Linked DNA regions of Xenopus laevis: region 2 is linked to region 1. The links are chromatin contacts, called in public Hi-C maps. All regions are on one chromosome and are shown on one strand. Each heading gives the region's core, a stretch centred on a gene start, on an enhancer-like site or on the middle of the called end of the contact. The rest is flanking DNA. Distances are from core to core; before and after follow the strand shown. Region 1 holds the start of foxg1.L (forkhead box G1 L homeolog). Region 2 has its middle 120 kb from the start of prkd1.L.

What was found. Hi-C and Micro-C count contacts between places; a contact is called where the count stands out from the background.
Region 2: a contact with region 1 is called in a Hi-C map of animal cap, with 6 times the contacts expected there. The contact joins the enhancer-like site here to the promoter of foxg1.L in region 1. A contact is called at or near these places in 2 of 4 Hi-C or Micro-C datasets (the XL177 cell line and animal cap).

What each region holds. Positions count from the first base shown.
Region 1 is chr8L:104,991,131-104,995,043 of Xenopus_laevis_v10.1, forward strand. It overlaps foxg1.L (forkhead box G1 L homeolog), which reads left to right and starts at 1,256. Exons shown (of 1, transcript NM_001085696.1): 1 at 1,256-2,868. The coding sequence starts at 1,548. The coding sequence ends at 2,858.
Region 2 is chr8L:105,393,172-105,396,936 of Xenopus_laevis_v10.1, forward strand. No RefSeq gene overlaps it. Among protein-coding and RNA genes, the nearest start is that of prkd1.L, 120 kb to the right of the region's middle. Within about 2 kb of position 2,495, at least 3 of the 7 cell types and tissues checked have an H3K27ac peak or open chromatin away from gene starts, as enhancers often do. A contact at or near this core is called in animal cap, where this site is marked.

The DNA.
Region 1 (3,913 bases), core at 6-2,505:
CTTAGGGAGGTGCAGATGAGTGGCACATTCTGCAGTGGATTTTTTTTCCCTATAGAAATAATCAAGGCTACTGGCGTGTATCATGCATACATAATATTAATCATTCCATACGTGGCGCCACAATCAAGGCAAGATTGGAAATTCAGACTCATGAATTTATAATATTAACCATTCTACAGAGTTGGTATAATCATAGCGTGGAATCTGAGAAAAACACTTAAAAAATAAAGCAAAAGAAATCAAGCCTCTCCTCCCCTCCCTGAAAGGCCGCGGAAGGTGCAGCTGGCCCACCTGACAGTCAAAAGGGGGTGGATGGGGGTATTCCTGGTTGAGAAAGAAACGTATTTGTACAATTAAAGATGGGAAAGCAGCGATGATTTCAATGGCAGATGATATTTAACGTTTTACAGCATTAGTTTAATCATAGCTTGGGATCTGGGGGAAATAAAACACTCAGAATAAGGCAAAGGAAACAAGCTCCCCCCCTCCCTTGTTGTTAGAAGAGCCACTGAAGGTGCAGCTGGTCCATTTGACCGTGAAAAAGGGGGGTATCGCTGCAGATAGTAAAATATGAGTACAATGAAGGTAAAACGCCAGATTGTCATGCTTTATAGCGTAAACATGTGTTAATGCTCCCTCCCTGAACCCAGAGAAGCGCCTGCTAAACACAGAGACATGCACCCCTGCCCCTAAAAGAATCCCCCAAAACGAGGCGCCTTCCACATCGTTACGTATTAGAACAAATAAAGAAATCTCTCGATTCGACACTGTTCAATTGTGGAAATCAAATCGCTACAATCGCTCAGTAAAAAAAAAAAACCTCAGTTTCCCCCAAGGCTGGAAAAAGTAGTCCCTTGATTCTTCCACTTTCTTCCCTCCATGGTTATTTTCTCCCTAAAAAAAAAAAAAAAAAAAAAGGTATAAACAAACTTTAATCAATAAGAGAAAATATTGACGTATAAAAGTGAGATGGTCCAATACAGTGGGATGAAAGCAATGGCAGATATTTGGTAGGGAAAGAAGCAGAGAGGGGGAGGAGGAGAGGTAAAGAGATTCCCTCCCATATCTCTCCGCAAGGCAAAGGAGTTGGGGGGGAGGGAGAGTGAGAAAGAGGGAGGGCCTTTGGAAGTATGCGGCCTGTGATTGGCTGGAGGAGTAAGGAACGTCCGTGCACTCTGAGCTCTCTCATTGGATCCAAGATGCAAAGGTTAAAGCAAATTCTTCTTTTTTCCCCAGGCTGGTGTCTGTGGGTCTGGAATTAATTGTAGCTATAGCTGTCTTACTCTAGATGCACAGAGGGGACGCTTGTTGTGTTTATTTTGAAGGGACATGAAGTAGTTTGCTGCATATATTTTTTTTTCCTCCCCTGATTCTGTTTCTATGTCTCTGCCATCCGAGCAGACCTTTAATTGACGCCGATATTACGCGCGTTCTGTTTTTTGGGTTTTTTTTTGCTTCATGACTTACGAGACAGCGGTGGCGAAAGAGTTCTTGCGGCTGCGACTTTGCGACTTGACGCCAGTGTTCCTGCTGCAAAGCCTTGTGATATGTTGGACATGGGGGATAGGAAGGAAGTGAAAATGATCCCCAAGTCATCGTTCAGTATCAACAGCCTAGTGCCTGAAGCCGTGCAAAATGACAACCACCCTCAGCCTCACCATCACCATCATCACCAGCAGCAGCCGCAGCATCTCCAGCTGCCCCAGCAGCATCACCTCCAGCCTCACCACCGACCCCTCCAGGAAGAGGACGAGCTGGACAAGAGCCTCCTGGAAGTGAAGACAGAGAGTCTACCCCCGGGCAAGGGGGATCCAGCCGCCTCCGAGCTGCCGGGGGAAGACAAGGACAAGATCGACGATAAGAAAGTGGACGGCAAAGACGGTGACAGCGGCAAAGACGGCGGCGACAAGAAGAACGGCAAATACGAGAAACCCCCGTTCTCTTACAACGCCCTGATCATGATGGCCATCCGCCAGAGCCCGGAGAAACGCCTCACCCTGAACGGCATCTACGAGTTCATCATGAAAAACTTCCCTTACTACCGGGAGAACAAGCAGGGCTGGCAGAACTCCATCCGCCACAACCTCAGCCTCAACAAGTGCTTCGTCAAGGTGCCCCGGCATTACGATGACCCCGGCAAGGGCAACTACTGGATGTTGGACCCGAGCAGCGACGATGTGTTCATTGGCGGCACCACCGGCAAACTGCGCCGGAGATCGACCACCTCCAGGGCTAAGCTGGCGTTTAAACGCGGGGCCAGACTCACCTCCACCGGACTCACCTTTATGGATAGAGCGGGCTCCCTGTACTGGCCCATGTCCCCCTTCCTCTCCTTGCACCACCCAAGGGCCAGCAGCACCCTGAGCTACAATGGGACCACCTCAGCTTACCCCAGCCACCCCATGCCCTACAGCTCAGTCTTGACTCAAAACTCCCTGGGCAACAACCATTCTTTCTCCACGTCCAATGGCCTGAGTGTAGACAGACTGGTCAACGGTGAGATCCCTTATGCCACCCATCATCTTACTGCAGCCGCCCTGGCTGCCTCAGTGCCATGCGGCCTCCCTGTGCCTTGTTCAGGCACCTACTCCTTAAACCCTTGCTCTGTGAACCTTTTGGCTGGACAAACGGGCTACTTTTTCCCCCATGTACCTCACCCCTCTATCACCTCTCAAAGCAGCACTTCTATGGCAGCCAGGGCGGCTTCATCCTCCACCTCCCCCCAGGCTCCCTCCACTCTCCCCTGTGAGTCCCTCAGACCTGCCTTGCCAAGCTTCACTACAGGACTTTCAGGAGGACTCTCCGATTATTTCACACATCAAAATCAGGGCTCCTCGTCCAACTCTTTGATACATTAACATCATGGGACAAGACTGTAAGTGAACGTTTTACACACATTTCCATTGTACATGAGAAGTGAAAGGAAAACAAAAAACATAAGCAAGCGAACAAACAAACAAAAAAAAATACATAAAAAGACAAGTATTTTTTATGAAGTCCCCCCTTATTTTCTGTACGTTTGTTGAGTCTCTAGGCTTCTGTATTGCTGAGATAAGGTGTGGTGTCCAAGCAAGTGGGTCATGTGGGAGCAGCCAGGCTGGTGGTGATAGTGGTGACCCTTGTCTTGTGTGACTCCAAACTAGTGACTGCTCTGCATTCTACTTCTGTTAAACAGCCCCACTCCCATGTCTGCAGTATTATGATCATTATTATTATTACTGGAACTAGCTAAAAAAAATATTCTTAATGACGAGCAACCAATACTAAAAAAAAAACAAAAAAAAAACTATATATACTCTCAGCAGCCTGCAAAATGCTAATTTGTATCTAACTGTCATTTCAATACGACTGCACAATAAATATATCTATTTTTTTGCCCATTAAATATGTATCCTTTCATCATCATGACAAAAAAAAAAAAAGCTGGGTTTTTGTTTTGTTTACTTTTAGACCAAAGATTGGGTTGTAGATCATGCAGTCAAGCCTACTGATACCATAACAATGAGAGGACGAGAAGAATAATATTAAACTCCATATCAGTTTTCAGCAGTGTCCATTAAGAAGAGGAAAAATAAAACTAGAAAAAAAAATACAAGTTTTAGGGTGGAAAACTGAATACTGCCTTTAATTTGTGTTGTGTAGATTTTGATGTATGTGCTCACTAACCAGTCGGTTACCTTATTTTATTTTATATTCTTTTTTTTTTTTAATGTAGTGAAACGTTAAAGAAAAAAAAAAACAAAAAAAAAAAAACAAACGATTGTACTTCTAGGTAAAACCTTGCAAAAATATGTATAACCCGTGTTGAGTAAAATGCATAAATTTGAGTGATTGTAACTGTTGTCTTTAAATCTCTTGATTGTGAAAATGTGGTCATATGCCCGTGTTTGTCACTTATACAAAATGTTTACTA
Region 2 (3,765 bases), core at 1,245-3,744, 400 kb after region 1:
TGAATCACACATTCAGCCATAGTTCCACGAATATCTAAGACAGCAAATACATATTCATCCTAAATTTCACCCTAATTTAGGATTAAAATTTCACCCCTAACCTTCAATTTGAGCTTTCGGGTGTATCTAGGAAAGCAAATAGGTATCCTTTCCAGTTCTCAATGCAAGTGGCCTTAACCCCACCTGCCAAGATATGATGATACTAAGTTGTTTTTTCCATGTGCAAGCGTATAAAGTTATTCCTGTTTATAAAGCTTTACCTTATTCTGCAGCTCTGTAGACTTGGACTAACCAACCAACTAAAGACTGACAAAATAAATACAAATCAATTATACAATTGCCTAACAGTCTATTGGGAAAGGAATTGCAGTAAAAATAAATATCCGGAGTGTGAGCAGAAATTTGACATCTAAAGACCTTGTCCTCCTATGGCCATGCTTGACTAGTACAGAAATATCAACTTGAAGGATCAGCATTAGAACTATTGAGTTTTCCATGCTCTCAAATCATATATAATTTATGGAAATGTCTGTTATTAATCACCCTTTATTCCTATTGTACCTAGAGGAAAACACTGGATCCATTTAAAGTAAGAAATCTATAATCAAGGGTCCTTCTAAAGATTTGCAGCCATATATGAGCACTAGCTGATGGCACAATTTTCCCCATCTCACAGATGGGGAAACCAGTTAATCAGTCAGCTGAGCATCCTGGGAGTTATCCAAAGGCTGTGTGATTGCTGTCTATAGTAAATATAATTCTGACTCCACTGTACAAATAAAGCTATGGCACAGGGTTGATCGTGTTGTAGAGCAGAACACTAAAACGCCCAAGTTTGAGGTAACGGCTTTGCAGCACTTATTCTTCACTGCAGACGTGTTAACATATTTTGCAGTTTCGTTTTTTTTAGACATGTTAGTAACCTTTAAGCAGCTGCTAATGTTATGATACTCTCCTGTTAGGAATGTTTTCAAACCTTTGTATGTACTGTAAATGGAAAGTTCATTAAACACTTTTGTCGTTTGCTAAAAACATTACTTAAACTAGAATTCCTGCAGAAATTCAATGACTTCAATGACTTCTCACTGCACTTCATTTATACTTATAGCAAATTCACAGTAATTCCAGTCAATGATGTGCACTGTTAAAAGGGAGGAATAACCATTTTTAAGTGGATTTACCCTGACTTTTATGTTTCTGTATCTGCATATTCTGCAAGTCAAATTTTGTATCTTAAGTAATCCTTTGCACCCTGAAAGTTCCCTCTCTAGCAGGTCTTTTTTTCAAAATCCTATAATACAATGCCAAGAAAATGGTGACCATGAACTGGATGGGGAGTGCAAGATCCAATGTTGATCTGTACTGATTACCAATACACAACATGTTTCGGGCCTTATGTGCCCTTTATCACACTTGATCAAGGGCACATAAGGCCCGAAACATGTCTTGTATTGGTAGTCAGCTATAAAATAATTTTTACAGCATATGATATGCTATTTGAGTGCTCTCCTCAATTTCCAAGATTCTAAAGCATATAATTTGGGATATCGGTCACCTGATCGGGGAATGTTGCACTCCTACACTGGGTTTAAATAGCAGTGTGTTTGGATATCTTATAAACCTGAATATCTGCACTGATGTTTAGTGGAATTGTGGAACCCAAGAACCTTTACAGTAGTTATCAAGCAATGTTAAACTCTTAAGTGTATGCCTGTATACTTTTGTTTGTACAGCACTACTGTGTACGCAGCTCCATGGATGTTTACAATACAGTAATAGCACAAACAAGAGAGAACCACAGCAGTAAATAAAAATACATATGCACAATAAAGGGAAGGAGGTACCTGCCCTGCAGAGCTTAAACTCTAAGTGTATCCATATGAAAACCAGAGAGAGAAACTCAGAATGCAATCCCATTTGTTAAAGGGGTTGTTCACTTTCCAAACACTAAAACTAAAACTAACTTAGGTTAATTGTTTTCAGATTGTTCAGCAGAAATAAAGACTTTCTTTCAATTGCTTTGCATTTTTTATTTTTTACCGTTTTTCTCAAATTGAAGTTTAATATTCCTGTCTCTGGCAGCTCAGTGATCAAGTTTTGATACACTTATCAGCAGCCACTGTGGTATATTAGCAACTATTGTATCAATTCTTCCAGCTGCCTTTAATGAAACTCAGGGATTTTGCTCAGCAGGGACAAATATAAGATATGTGTCATACATGTAGCAATTTAGAACAGTTTACAGAATCAGAAAGACGTAAGAAAGTCTAAAGTATTAGACAAATAGAAGGTGGATCAAAAAAAGTTTTATTTGTGGTGAAGTATCTGAAACCAACTGAACTGAAAAAAAGTGTTGGAAGGTGAAGAATTCCTTAACTGGCCATGAGCTCACATTCTCGGCTAGTCAAAGAGCAGGGACACAGGAAGCCCCGGCTGAGCTTTAGAACAATGTTCTCCATGCTTTGCTCTCTGAGCTGATCATACCCTGGAGCTCCATGCAGGTGTGCATTGACCTCAGGCAGGAATGAGCTTAATCAACAATTCCCTAATTACCACATCTCTTCTCTGTACAATTGTTTCTATTTCCTGTGGCCAAACACCCCTCCTCCTTCTTGCTACTTATCCAAAATGTCATCCCCTAAGGGAGGGGGGGTGGTCAGATCCTATTTTAATCCCTTAGAATAATGTGTATTTAGCTGGTATTTAACTCTGCTTTTCCAGGTCACTTGAATGTTTTAAACAACTATTGGATCCATGTATCTGGGGTCTATTTGTTCTGTCTTTGCTTTTTAACCAATGCAAGGCAGGCAGTGACCTATCAGCACCTCTGCGTAATACAGTATATATTCAACTATTGTAGCATGGGAACGAGTTCAGCCAATAACAATCCATTTTTCATAAGCATCTTGGTCACATTTTTCTAGCATCTGCCCTAGAAATAATGAAGAGCTTTGCTAAAATCTCTGCATCCCCAGGCTCCATTAGAATCTAGCTATAGTAGCACAGAGATCCCACTACTGAGGGCTGTAGGTGGGCAATTCTGCCTCACTCAGTAGGGCTCCCAGCATGTCAGAGGCCTTTGGAGAGTTGTGGGCCTTTATGGGACATGCTACACGCCCTTCATATTTTACAGCAGAATGAAATATCTTTTTATATCACTTGGGGTAATAAGTTGGTAGTTTTTACCTACTGTACCCGTATATCTACTTTGCATACAAATTAAACCAAGATGATGAATGGATTGTTACCAATTTGTTTAAACATATTCATATAAATGAATCGATAATTAATTATCTTCTAAACTCCTTGCAGACCCATATATTGTAGTATATACAGTAAGTAAATTGCAGCTCCAACCCCTGGGACATACTCTATATGAGGACTAACCAGATACTCCCAGCCTCCAGCTCTCAGTGGATACTGAGAGAGGCTTTTCAATAAGAGTATTAGTGCTGCAGGTTATAACTCATATATATGTTGCCATCCATCATTAAGAGCTGTCCCATAGCAAGACTGATAGTAATGCACAGTGTAAGGTAGAGTCCTGCAGCGGGTCGGGTACCCGCGGGTTACCTGCAAAAACCTGCAGGTTTCGTTTAAGTTCCAGGTGCGGGTATACCTGCGGGTCGGCGGTTCTGCGGGTTTGTAGGTTGCGGGTCGGGCCGCGGGTCTTCTCAATATCGATATTCACTCCTTTTTTTCTGACCACGTCTACTTCCGATGATGTTACTTCTGGTTTACAATGAAAGCACTTCCTGTTTTACT